Linked DNA regions of Mus musculus: region 2 is linked to region 1. The links are chromatin contacts, called in public Micro-C maps. All regions are on one chromosome and are shown on one strand. The core of a region is the stretch at or near the end of the contact, and the rest is flanking DNA. Distances in the headings are between cores, read along the strand shown. Region 1 overlaps Depdc1b (DEP domain containing 1B). Region 2 overlaps Pde4d (phosphodiesterase 4D, cAMP specific).

The links. A called contact is a pair of places that touch in the nucleus more often than the background predicts.
Region 2: a contact with region 1 is called in a Micro-C map of embryonic fibroblasts, with 4 times the contacts expected there. The contact joins two enhancer-like sites. A contact is called at or near these places in 9 of 484 Hi-C or Micro-C datasets (the G1E-ER4 cell line, adipose-derived mesenchymal stem cells, bone marrow-derived macrophages and 4 more) and 2 of 115 datasets of contacts at active chromatin or transcription factors (astrocytes and bone marrow-derived dendritic cells).

Annotation. Positions count from the first base shown.
Region 1 is chr13:108,386,542-108,392,876 of GRCm38.p6, forward strand. Depdc1b (DEP domain containing 1B) reads left to right here. Exons shown (of 11, transcript NM_178683.4): 10 at 294-479; 11 at 2,000-3,016. The coding sequence ends at 2,161. Among named protein-coding and RNA genes, the nearest start is that of Gm41056, 12 kb to the right of the region's middle. Within about 2 kb of position 4,225, at least 10 of the 459 cell types and tissues checked have an H3K27ac peak or open chromatin away from gene starts, as enhancers often do. A contact at or near this core is called in embryonic fibroblasts, where this site is marked.
Region 2 is chr13:108,808,681-108,814,711 of GRCm38.p6, forward strand. All of the region lies in intron 1 of Pde4d (phosphodiesterase 4D, cAMP specific), which reads left to right. Among named protein-coding and RNA genes, the nearest start is that of Pde4d, 160 kb to the left of the region's middle. Within about 2 kb of position 4,556, at least 14 of the 459 cell types and tissues checked have an H3K27ac peak or open chromatin away from gene starts, as enhancers often do. A contact at or near this core is called in embryonic fibroblasts, where this site is marked.

The sequences.
Region 1 (6,335 bases), core at 2,975-5,474:
CCCTTGATTTCTGTTTAAATTTCAGATCTTATTGAAGGGCATGTACAGGGCACATTTCCCTGTTGTTGTTATTGTTGATGTTTTTTTGTTTTTTTGTTAGAATGGGTCTCAAGTTCAGAAAAGTAAAATAATCTCATTTTAAATTTAAAACTGTGACTTTAAATATTATTCTTTTAAAAGTGCGAAACACTTCTTTCCAGTATGGCTTCCCCCAAGCAAACTGAAGGAAATATTCCACTCCTGCCAGGAGTCATGCTGGTTTTGACTTAATCTAATTCCGTGCTTTGTCTCAGATAAAATACCCAGGAGCTGATATGGATATCACTCTGTCTGCACCTTCGTTTTGCCGTCAAATTAGTCCCGAGGAGTTTGAGTACCAAAGGGCGTATGGCTCCCAGGAGCCCCTGGCAGCCTTGTTGGAAGAAGTCATAGCCGACGACAAACTCTCCAGCAAGGAGAAGAAGAAGAAGCTGAAGCAGGTGAGCAGGCTGTTCTTCTGAAGGCGCCTCCCTGCCCTCTTCTCAAGTTGTTCCTTCCATTAGCTCTCCGTTTTTCTGGCTTCATGTAAATCTCTTAGGCATGAGTTTCTGATTTCGGTTCTGCGTCCCAGGAGTTTAGCTACATCGCTTTCCCAGTTGTATCGTTTTTTACATTACTGAGCATTTCTTTTGTAGAGTTTGGTTCTGATAGTTGTCATTTGTTTTGCTGATGGCATGATATGAATCAGCTAAACTTCAGAAACTGACTGGAAGGAAAATATTTAGTGTGTGTGCTCATGTGTGCATGTGCAGTTTCACATATGTAGAGGTCACAACAGCTGTTAGAGTCCATTCTCTCCCGCACCTTGGTGTTAGGCGTTTGCAAAAGCTCTTCTACCTTGCAGAAATTTGTCTTTAGATGGGCAATGTCAGCGTAGTTTCTTGTCTCAGACCTCACTAAGTATGCCAGTCAGCCAAACTCAGTCCCTCCTGAGTGAGGCAACAAGCCAAGGGTTTTAGAGAACAGCTTTCATTTAGAAAGGTGCACTGCACCCCTTAGCTTTTGTCAGCGTGACGGGAAGCCTGATAGAAGCACCATACGGGCTGGAGGAGAGTTCGTTGGCTCTGGTATCAGGGGGCTGCTGGTTGTAGCAGGTGAGGGATGCTGGAGCAGTTGAGTGCCTGGCAGCAAGATTATACAGAGAGGTCATGTACCTGCAGGGACCTGCTTTTCCAGTGATTGACCTCCTCTAGCCAGGCTCTCTGGGAGCTCCTCCCAGTTTTCAAAACCTCCCAAAGTCATTGGAATCAAATATTTGAACCATGGCACCAGGAGGACTTTCCCATCCTTAAAGTCAAGTCTTACTCTGATGGGTGGTGTTTAGTTTTCACTCCGCAGTGCAGGCCAGCCTTTCCCTAGCCATCCTCCCGTCTCTGCCTCCTGAGAGCAGACCTCAACACTCTTGGTCTGTAGTTCCCTGGACAGCTGGATTCCCGACAGGGCATATGTCGGATCATTCCCTGATCACCAGGGCTCTGGTTTCTCTCATTTTTCTTCTGTTAATGTTGGAGGAGAGTTGAGTGGTGAAAAATCAGTGGAAGAATACATTCCCTTCCTTTCCATCGTCCGTGGGGGTAATCCCTCCAGTGCATTCTCTCTTCTCTTCACGGGGTAGAAGGTAGCCGGTGTGTGTTGGAGAAGGAGAGAGATGGTAAGGCAGAGCTGGGCCAGACCTTGTGTAGAACAAAAGTTATTTTAACTCAGACTTACTTGTGGCTGCTGTTCACAGTGAGGGATAGTGATAGTTGATAGGGGAGTGTTTTGAGAGGTTTCCTTACAAGGAAAACTTCATCTGAAGACTGGGTCGCAGGAAAGATGAGGTAGTGCTACAGGCATCAGCATCAAACAGTTTAGCCAAAGCAAAGGAAAGCAGGGACCAGGAACTCCTTCAATTTGGCTGTAATTTTTGTGTTTTTTTGGTGTCTTTTTTTCTTTGGACTCATAGTGGACTCATATTCAGTTTCAGAAATCTTACCCTGAGGTCTACCAGGAACGATTTCCTACCCCAGAGAGCGAAGCACTTCTCTTTCCTGAAAAACCCAAGGCCAAGCCGCAGCTGTTCATGTGGGCACTGAGGAAGCCCTTCCAGCCGTTTCAGAGAACTAGAAGTTTCCGGATGTGATGCAGTGATGGAGCTTGAGAGACCTCTGCGGCAGAGACAGTTTGAGTCAGCAGAGGTTCTGGAAGGCTGGTGTAAACTACTGCAATATGGAGTCTCGGAGCATCCAGCCGATCGCCCGACTCCTCGTGCTGAGCCCTTGTCAGTATTCTGATAAATCTCGATGCTGTTTGTAGAGATGTAAATGAGTGGGTGACTGTGAGTCTCGTGGGTAGGGGTGGTGTGAACAGGCTTGGGTAGGTTACAAAATCTAAAGGTAAAACATTCGTTCCCTTCCTTCTGTTTGTTGTTTTCCACGGTGTGTAAAGTCCTTGTGTGTGCCCCCTGCTCTCGTGTGCGTCTGTGAAAACCAAGCCTAGGAATACTGTACATACTTGAATGAGAACAATCCTGTGTGTGCTGTTACTGTGGTAGCCCTGACCCAGTGCATATTCTGATTTCTCCTGTGTAAGTCCCACTGGTTGTTGTTTGTTTGTTTGTTTTTATTTTTTAATTTCTTGTTTGTTTGGTTAGTGTGAAAAGTCCAACTGTTTTGCACTGTGATTGCCGTGTCTTGTATTGCAGATTTGCCTGTCGCTCTTTGATTACCCGTATGCCGGGCTGGGTCTGCGCGTGGCTGGATGTGGAATGGTGTGCATCTGCCCCCGGGCCCGCAATCCGGGTCTCCGCTAAAGGCGGCAGGTTGAGCTGGATGAAGTCTTTGGTTCCCTTAGACCTGCAAACCTGAATTCAGTCTGTTTTATGAAAAGTATAAAGGGGTTGAGTGAGATGAATTACGTCCTTTATGAATATATTTTCTCAGCTTCTTCATTGTTTTGAAAGTACATGGAATGTAAATAAATACTGAGTTGTTTATATATATATATATATATATATATATATACTATGCCTTGTGTTTTTCTTCTTTGCTATTTATTTGGATAAGTTAGGGAGTCTCCTCAGATGGCTTTGCCAATGTTTTCACATCACTCTGTGTGTGTATCATGAAGGAAGTGAGGTTTATTTTTGGCTTTTGTATTGGCTTCAGGAAAATGTGTCCCCCCATGTCTGTCTGTCTGCCTGTCTGACTCTGTGTTTTTCCCTGCCTCTCCCTTTTTCTTTCTTCCTCTATTCTATTCTTCCTCCTCTTCTCTCTTCTCACTTCATTGTTTCTTCTTTAAAATAGTGGCACATCTGAAACATCTCTGAGATGAATTACCCTGAGTTGATTTGTATGCTCTTGCATTGGAGATCTGCCCCTGTGGCAGAGTACTTTCTATCGCTGACAGAGATTTTGCCCATTTAAAAATTTATAAGTATTCCTGTTCCAGATATGTAATGTGACTTTTAGACTGAGTATTCTTAGACTGGACATTTTGTTGAAGCAAGTATAGTCGTGCTCAGTCCCGCTCTGTGATGGAGAGCTCTTTTGTCTGCTGTATTTGGAAGTGAGTGTGTGTGTGTGCGTGTGCGTGGATGTTTGTGTGACTGCTTTCTGTTTCATGCTTGCTTCTTGAGACATTCGTATGTATAAACACTGTAAGTCAAGTATAGCAGTGATGTTACATAGCAGCAGTGTCCAACGTGGTTCTGCCAGCTAGCAGGTGCGCCATCGGTGTGTGCTTTTTGACTCAGTGGTTTCACCAAAGCTGGCCTTGTTGGGTTTGAGTCCTTGGTGTGTAGGCGAATACTGGTGTCTCTCTGATTACAGTTTCACTCTGATTTTAATATAGCTGTACAGTTTATGGAGTCTTAGACTTTACATTTTTATAAAATTTTAACTACTTCTCATTTATATACACGTACATTCTATGATTTAGAGTGTATTGAACCTCTTTGAGCGTATTGAATCACTTTGGTGATTACTGCTATATTTTACAATTGTGCCACTTAGTTTTTGACAGCTTGACATAATCTTTATTCACCCAGAAAGCAGGAACCTCAGTTGAGGATTTGCCTCCCCAAATTGTATTGTGGGTGTGTCTCTGGGGCATTTTCTTGATTGATTGATTGACTGATTGATGTGGGAGGGCCCAGCCCACTGTAGTTCGTTCCACTCTCCAGCAGGTGGCTGTCTAAGAAAGCAAATTAAGTAGGCCACAGAGAGGAAGCCAGTGAGCAGCATACCTCTGTGGTCTGTGTCAGTTCCTGCCCTGATGTCCCCTCAGTCCCTCTCATGGTGTTTCCAGGACATGTAAGGAAACCCTTTCTTCCCCATGTTGTTTTGGGTCATGGTGTTTACCACTGTAACAGAGAAGTGAACAAAGACACTGTTAGCAAGCCTTCCAGTCATGAACCCACCATTAATTTTTGGTAGATGATAATCTTTACTTTTTTAAATTTACATATTATTTGTTTCTAAGTATTTAATACTTTGAAAAATGTTAGTATCAATATATTTTTTATTCTAAGTGTCTGGAAGCTCTTTTGCTTCTGTTTGTATGGATTATAAACCTGGGTTTTCTTACTGACTGTTTGTGACCTTGCTATACTTTCTCATTAATTCTAAATAGTTAGTGTGACATCTTTGTTTGCTTTTCTACATTTCCTACAGATTAGCAAATAATCAGTTTTTGGTTTTCTTTTTTGTATTTGAGCTATTCTCAGTAGTCTCTGTTTTCTGATTCTTAATTTTGAAAACAATTACATTTGTGTGTGTGTGTGTGTGTGGTGTGTGTGGTGTGTGTGGTGTGTGTGCGGGAGGGCTGTCAGTTAGAGGGCAGCTTGCAGGAGTCAGTGGGTCATGGGGATTGAAAAACTCAGGTTGAGAGGTCTGGCAGCATCCCGCCTGTCCCTGTTAAGCCTTTTCTCCAGCCATGCTTGATAGCTAATGCTTATGTTGTCTCTTTTCCTTGAATGTGGGATAAGGAGAGGCTCAGCATGGGAGAGCTGCTTCATCTTGTCAGTTTTAGGACGCAAACTCAGACAAATGGCTGAGGAACCTAGTTAACATACCAAAGCAGACCTGGCCAGCTCTTCCAACATCCCTCAGTTCCTACCTGTTACAGGATATGGTTGGCACACCCTACTCTAAACTTTTCCAGAGGGGGGTTGGGCTGCCCTTCCCTATATAACCCAGCCATTTTGTCTACGGGCCTTTTGTTTGGTCCACCCTTTACCCTCCTGGCCTCTTGGTCTGGCTCTCTCCTTTCCCCCTCCTCATATGCCCTTGCTCACATGACCCTAGCCTCAGGGTCCTGCTTAGTCTGGACTCTCCCAGATGTCCCTGCCACCGGCTATGCTCTCCCTTTTATCTACAGTAAACCTTCTCCCCAGCCATACCTATGAACAGTCTTGTCCTTCCGTCCTTCCTCCCTCCCTCCCTCCCTCCCTCCCTCCTTCCCTCCCTCCCTTCCTCCCTCCCTTCCTTTCTTCTCTTTTTCATTCAGTCAACAGCCAGTGGAAATAAGAGGCCTGGCAATAGCTTTTAAGGCCTACCTTAGTCCATTTTGAGGTGATTGGCCCTAGCTGAATTGCATTCTTTGAGAAACTCAAGAGCCAAAAGGACTGAACTAAGTTGGATTTTCAGACACAAGAAACTATTATATGGTATGTATGTATATGTATATGCATTCATAATAAATAACTTGAGGTGTAATTTTTACTGCAGTAATTGAAATGATATGTTTAAGTCCCACCCCAACTCCCCAGCCCCTGTATATTGCTGAACAGAGATAACACCTGTCACTATTCTTGATTTTAAAGGGAAAACTTTTAGGATACTAAAAAACTTTTAGAGTATTTGTGTATTACTTTTTATCATAGTAAATTAAGGTTTATTTTTTTTTTAAATTACCTTTTCATGTATATGCAAGTGTGGTAGAATATGCCCACTGGTACTGGCAGGTGTGCATCGTCGTGGAGGCCATAGGAAACCTTGAGTTGTTTTCTCCATTGCCCTCCACCTTGTTCTTTTGAGACAATGTGTCTTACTGGACCTGGACAAAAGCTGGTAGCCAGCAAGCCCTTGGCATCCTCCTGTCTCTGCCCTACGCCCCAGCACTGAGGTTGCAAACAGGCATAGCTTTTCATATGGGTGGTGGGATTTAAACCCAGCCCCTCAAGTCTGTGAAGCAAAAGGCCTTCTCTAAGCCATCTCTCCAGCCCCGTGAACTTTCTTTCTCTTGCACATGGGGCATATCCTAGTAGTGAATCCAGCATTGAATCGAGTGGAGAGTGGTGCAAACGCAAGTCACAA
Region 2 (6,031 bases), core at 3,306-5,805, 420 kb after region 1:
AAACTGAAGAGTCAAGTGACCAGGGTCACTGTTGTGTTAATGGATAGTGGGCATGTGTGCACCTTTGTATTGGGTATTTTCTTCCTCTGCATCAAAAATGGGCAGTGATTTCAAAGACTGATTGGAGCTATTGAAACACAGATCATCATTTTAAGGTTATGGCCACAAGTAGCAAAATTGGAATTAAATTAGCTTAGCATTTGAAACCTAGATATCCATGGGCATTTGTGCACACATGCAAATGTGTGCACATATATGAGTGCATGTGTGTATGCATGCATACATGTATGAAGTGATAAAGATGCCCATGTGACAAAGGAGGGCTTGGCATTGAGAAGTGGCAGATGCCTTACTGACGCAAATTTGGGGGAGATCAGAACTGAGATTCAATCTGTAGCTCTGGAACTACACTCATGGCTTAGGTAGCCCTCAGCCTTTCCCCTCTGTTGCCTGCCTTCGTTAGCTTCTAGCATCTGTGTATGTTTGCTTATTATAGATGTAGTTTCCCTTGGAGTATCATGGTAGGAAGACTTAAGAGAAAGGAATATACATTTCAGTTGAGTAAATGACTCTAAAATCACAATGCCCGACTTCGAGTAGACTTGAGGCCCACTGCATTGTGCTCACAGTATTTTTGTGGTAGATTTCCTTTAGCCAGGTCTGTCTGCCAGGTTCTCCGGGGGCGCCATACTTTATTTACTTGAGCATCTGTGATTTGAGGGCTCGCTCCATTGTTGCTGCAGTATTTTTAGCTACAGTCTGTCTGTGGCCGACACATTGTTTTTATGGTCTACAACTGGGGACTGGTAACGTTTACTTTAGCTGTCACCAGATATGACATGTATGTAAAGAAAGTGCTATTTTCAAACAATTTAAAGACACCAGTTTTTTATCATTCCAACATAACTCAAATAACAGTTAACTATAATGTGTACAACCATGACTGAGTATCATAAACAGTCAGTGTTTTGCCAGCAAAGCTATCATGACCATAGCACCTTATTTTGTTGTGGTTCCCAAGCAAAAATTAAGCCGCTCCTGGTGGTTCACATGTACAGTTTGGCAGGCAGGAGGCTGAGGCAGGAGGATTTCTGCAAATGTGAGACCACTGTAGTCTACATGGTGAGTCCTTGGCTAGTATGAGCTACTACATGAGTTAAGGTTACAAAATCAAATGAAATGACAAAATAAATCAAACATAGCAGAACAAAGGCAAACACTGAAGAGCCAGCAACGTAGCAGCAGAGCGCAAATGGCAAAGCTAGGCGACTGGAACACGATCACAAGGTGTTTTAATCTCTTGGTGCCTCAGACCTTCCATTTATAAAAGAGAAGTGCTAGGATTCTCAGTATATTTGATGTAACAAGCATTTGCAGAGGCAGTACAAGCTTATGTGTACATTATATAGACGGCAGTGTTCAATTCCTATCAGAGCCCAAGAGGGGCCTCTTGTTAGAATTCTGTAGTGAGGAGATGGGCTCTCCCCATTGCTGGCCCAGCAATTTAGTGTCTCTAATACCCCTGATTTCTTCAGCCTACAGCCTTTCAGAGAGGGAATACACAAATCAGCTCATGGAATGAAGAATGTACAAGACACAAACTCCATTGATAAAGCTGAGGGGAAAAAAAAACATTTGAAATAATTATAAAAGCAATTTTCTTCTCTAGCAATCATTTTACCTGTACTTTTTTTGTCCTCCTTTCCTTCGTGTGTGTGTGTGTGTGTGTGTGTGTGTGTGTGTGTGTGTCCATGACACATGCATGTGATCGGCTTGGGTGCATGTTGGGTGTCTTCTTCTATTGCTCCTGCCTTACTGTCTTCATTGAGTTATGGAGGGTTTAGGTATACATTCTATTCTTCTTGCCTTACTGCCTTGAGACAGAACTGGCTATTTAGTGAATTCCCTGAACCCACCTGTCTCTGCCTTCTATCTCTGAGATTACAAGGGTTACAGAATTTCTTTACAGAGGTCCTGGGTGTTTAAACAGAGGTCTTCCTGTTCGCAGAACATGTGTCCTTACCCACTTAGCCATCTCACAGTCCCACTCTTAGATTTTCTGAGATATACTAGTCTCTATGTGTCAGAGAAGGGCAACTTCAGTAGATCATGGAGGGGGGCAGTGTGTGTATGAGAATATGAATGTTCCAAAGCACCGTTATAAATGCTAAGTATATATTGGTTCACCATTCACTCATTCATTCATTCATTCATTCATTCAAGCTTCAGTTCTCTCAGCTTGACTTTGAGACAGCTTCATTAGATATTTTAGGGTCATTAGAGAAGCTTAGACAAAACTTGCTGGGATTTTTTTTTTCTTGCACTCAGACTTGTGCTTGGCGAACAGAGTGAGCAGGTTTAACTTTAAAAACAGGCTGGTAAGTCTTATAGACCTCACTGCAATCTCTTAGAATAGTCCCTCAGGGGAGAGATAGACTTGTGAGAGAAGTTTGATCAGTGTGTGTGGGAGCCTGCTAGGCAGGTTACAATACTGCAAGAAGAGGGTCAAAGAAGGCCCATCTTCATCCATCCCCACCAAGACCATAGGTATGTGAACAAAACTACATTGGACTTCCAAATCCATCCAACCACCAGTCCAATACCACCAAGTGATTGCAAGTCAGCCAGAAAAAAGGCAGTCAGCCCAGTGGTTGACAATTGGACTCCCAAGTGATGCTCATACCGAGCCATTAGTTTTTGCATGCCTTGCTTGGCTGAGAACAGGAAACATGTTTTCTTAAGTCTACTTGATACCTAGAGAAGTGGTTCTCAACCTTCCTAATGCTGTGACCGTTTAGTACAGTTCATGTTACAGTTTCCCCCAACCATAAGACTACTTTTGCTGGTACTTCATGGCTGTAATTTTGCATCTGTTATGAGTTACAATGGAAATATTTTTGGAAATAGACGTTTGCTAAGGGGGTCATGACCCACAGGTTAAGAGCTTCCCTCTTATTCTTCAGTGTTAGACATTAGCTTAGACAAATGGAGGCTGAAAATGCGATTCAGTATTATCTTAATCCATGTTCTTAGGGCTATACAGTGTAGTTTTTACCCAGAGAGAAGACAGAGGAAAGCCGATTCTTGATTTCACTAGGAAAGTTTCTATATGACAGAAGATTGTGAGGCTTATCTGGAAAATAGGTTGAGATGATGAAGTTGCTATTTTGCAACTAAGAAAGCATAAGTATTAGATATAATAACAAAAAGTGAAGCATTCTATTTATTTAATTTTGGTGTGAGTTCACTGCTTATCAAATGAATACCTGTCATGTTAAATTTGTGAAATACAGCCAGTAATCCAACTAGACTATGCTCATTACCTTATTAGCCCATCTCTTCTAGATACATTTATTATTTCCCACTAGATATAGATTCATTTGTTCTGATCATAACCCATGTGTCTGTTTGAGCATGCAAGGAATCTAGGAATTAAACATCAAATTATATCACTACTGTGAGGCCTTGCATCTGTCTTGTTGATTTGACCCAAACTAGATTCCCATGGGTTGGGGGGAATCTCAGTTAAGGAAGCAGACTCCATCAGAGTAGCCTGTGGTCATGTCTGTGGGCATGTTCATGGTTAATGATTGATGGTGAGGTCTTCACCCACTACTACTTCAACTTTTGCTTCCAAGTTCCTACATTGACTTCCTGCCCTCAGGAAGACAGTCCTTCTGGGGATGGACTGTCATCTGGATATGTAAGGAGAAATAAAACCCTTTTCAAGTTGCTTTTGGAGACTGTTTATCACAGCAACAGTAAAAGCAAGGTAGGATAGGCCAGGACAGAGGTACAGTAGAAAAACTGTCAGCAAAGTTCTGTGAAAGATGCCTCTAAAAGCTGGAAATCCTGTGACATCCGTTTGCATCCATATGCATACTTCAGAATCTCATCCGGTTCTTCCTCAGTTACCAGTCATCTCTTCAACTCCTAATATGCCTGTTTCATCATAATGCTGAGTGTCATTGATAGGTCTGTCACCACAGTTCATTGTGATGGAACCCAGGGCCTAGGCATGCCTTTGTAAGCTAGGTCATCAAAGGCTCTCTTCAAGTAAGAGACTTCATGACTTACATTATAATGTTTCTAGTTTAACTCAGAATGCTTCGTTGTTGCCTCCATGTACTGCTAGGAAGAAACACCCTTTTTATTTCCATCAAATTGAGTGCAGTGCCATATGCTACCAACAAGAAAACCCCCCGTAAACAAGAAAGGGAGGAGTTGGTATATCTCCATTCAGAAAATGAAAAGAAAAGTTTCATGTAATTGAAGATATGTAATGTGTGCTGTAGGACTGTTGAAGACCTGCAATCTTTCATGTCAAAGCCCTACACAATTCATTTGTCATATTCTGTGTGTGACTGTTTTGCCTACACATGACTGTGCACGCGAACATGCTGTGTCTGCAAAGGCCAGAAGAGGGCATTAGTTCTCTCTGAGACTGGAGTTCCAGTTGGCAGTGAGCCACCATGTGAGTTATGGGAATTAAACTCAGCAGGTTCTATGGAAAGAGCAGCCAGGACTCTTAACTGCTGAGCCATCTCCTCAGCTCCTGCCCCAGACGCACATTTCTTAAGTAATGACTCAGGATAATGGGGTGTGAATTATCCAGCTTGCTCTCCCCTGGCCAGGATAATTCTCAAGTACAGGCTGTACTAGTATTTTTCAAGGAAACCGAGGTGCAAACTTATCTACAACGTCAAGGGCAAGGTGAGCTTGAGCCAGAATGTACATCTTCATGCTGCTTTCTTACAAGAGAGATGATTCTCCATGAGAAGTGGCAGCTGAAATAAACACCACACTGTGACATGGCTGTAAGCTCCGTGGTCTATCAGGGACTAGTAGCACAGAGACCACAGCGGTTTGCAAACCACACCTTGGAGAAAAATAACTTACAGTGTCTGTAGACACTTCCTCGGTGGCAAGGAGGAGACTCCCACTGTGGGCATGCCTCGACCCTGAATCTTTTCCTGGACAACATTCCTTTTACTTTCTGCCCCGAGTTTCCCCGGGAGCTGATGGTTATACTCACCTTCACAGGGGGCTTTTGTCTTAGTGTCTGCTTCTAGAGAAGCCAATAAGGCAGGCAATGAGGTGTATTGGAGGACAAACCGTGTATTGTTTGAAGAGTCTTTTAGCCACCATAAAGATCCATTTGGAAAATGTGAATGAGAGCAGGCAGGAAATGAGATTGAAGACGGTCACAACCTGCTCCCAGCCAGGCAGCATAGGACTTGGGCTCATCCATTACTTAGGTATCTATTTGTTTCTCTGTTTTATTTCTTTTAAGTCTGTATATATTGTAAAAGTCAGGAGGTTCATCACCTCATTTCCATATATGCAAATGCACTTTGCTCATAGTCTTCCTCTTTCCCCAGTTCTGATTTCTACTGTCCTAGGAGTTCCTCTTCAGTTTCAAGCCTTTCTATTCCCCTCTGGCTTCTGCAGAGAAGGAAAAGTGTACTACCTGCTCTATGAAGTTGCTTTTTTCCAATTCATGTTGTGGGTCCTACTCCCATTTTTTAAAAAAATGTCCTCCCCCATCCTCCTTTAAGCTTCTGCTTTTGTTTAGACCTCCATTATTTTGGCGGGGTGGGTAGGACAATCTGGTCTGCAACCTGGTCAGGACCAGGCCAACCCTTCAGTGGATGTGCAGTTGAAATGGAAGGTTCGTTGCAGTTTATAAATTAAAACTGCCTCTGTGAAGTTCCTTGAAGGATTAAAGCTCACAGATTGATTCTGAATTACATCATAAAGATACATAGGTGTATCCTAAGTATTGTACTAACAAAGAGTGAATAAAGCCTTTGAGTATACAGTTTTCTCCCTCTATGAATGAGGAAGCTGAGCGAGGCGACTCCAAGGTCCGTTCCCATGCTCCCACTCAATGTTCAACAATAGTCATCAGATTACATCAACGAAAGACCACAGAACAGAATATGCCAGTGGCAAATGTCACTGTTCAAAACAAATTGACAAAAACAAAAACAAACAAACAAAAAAACATTCTTTTTTTTTTTGAATGACC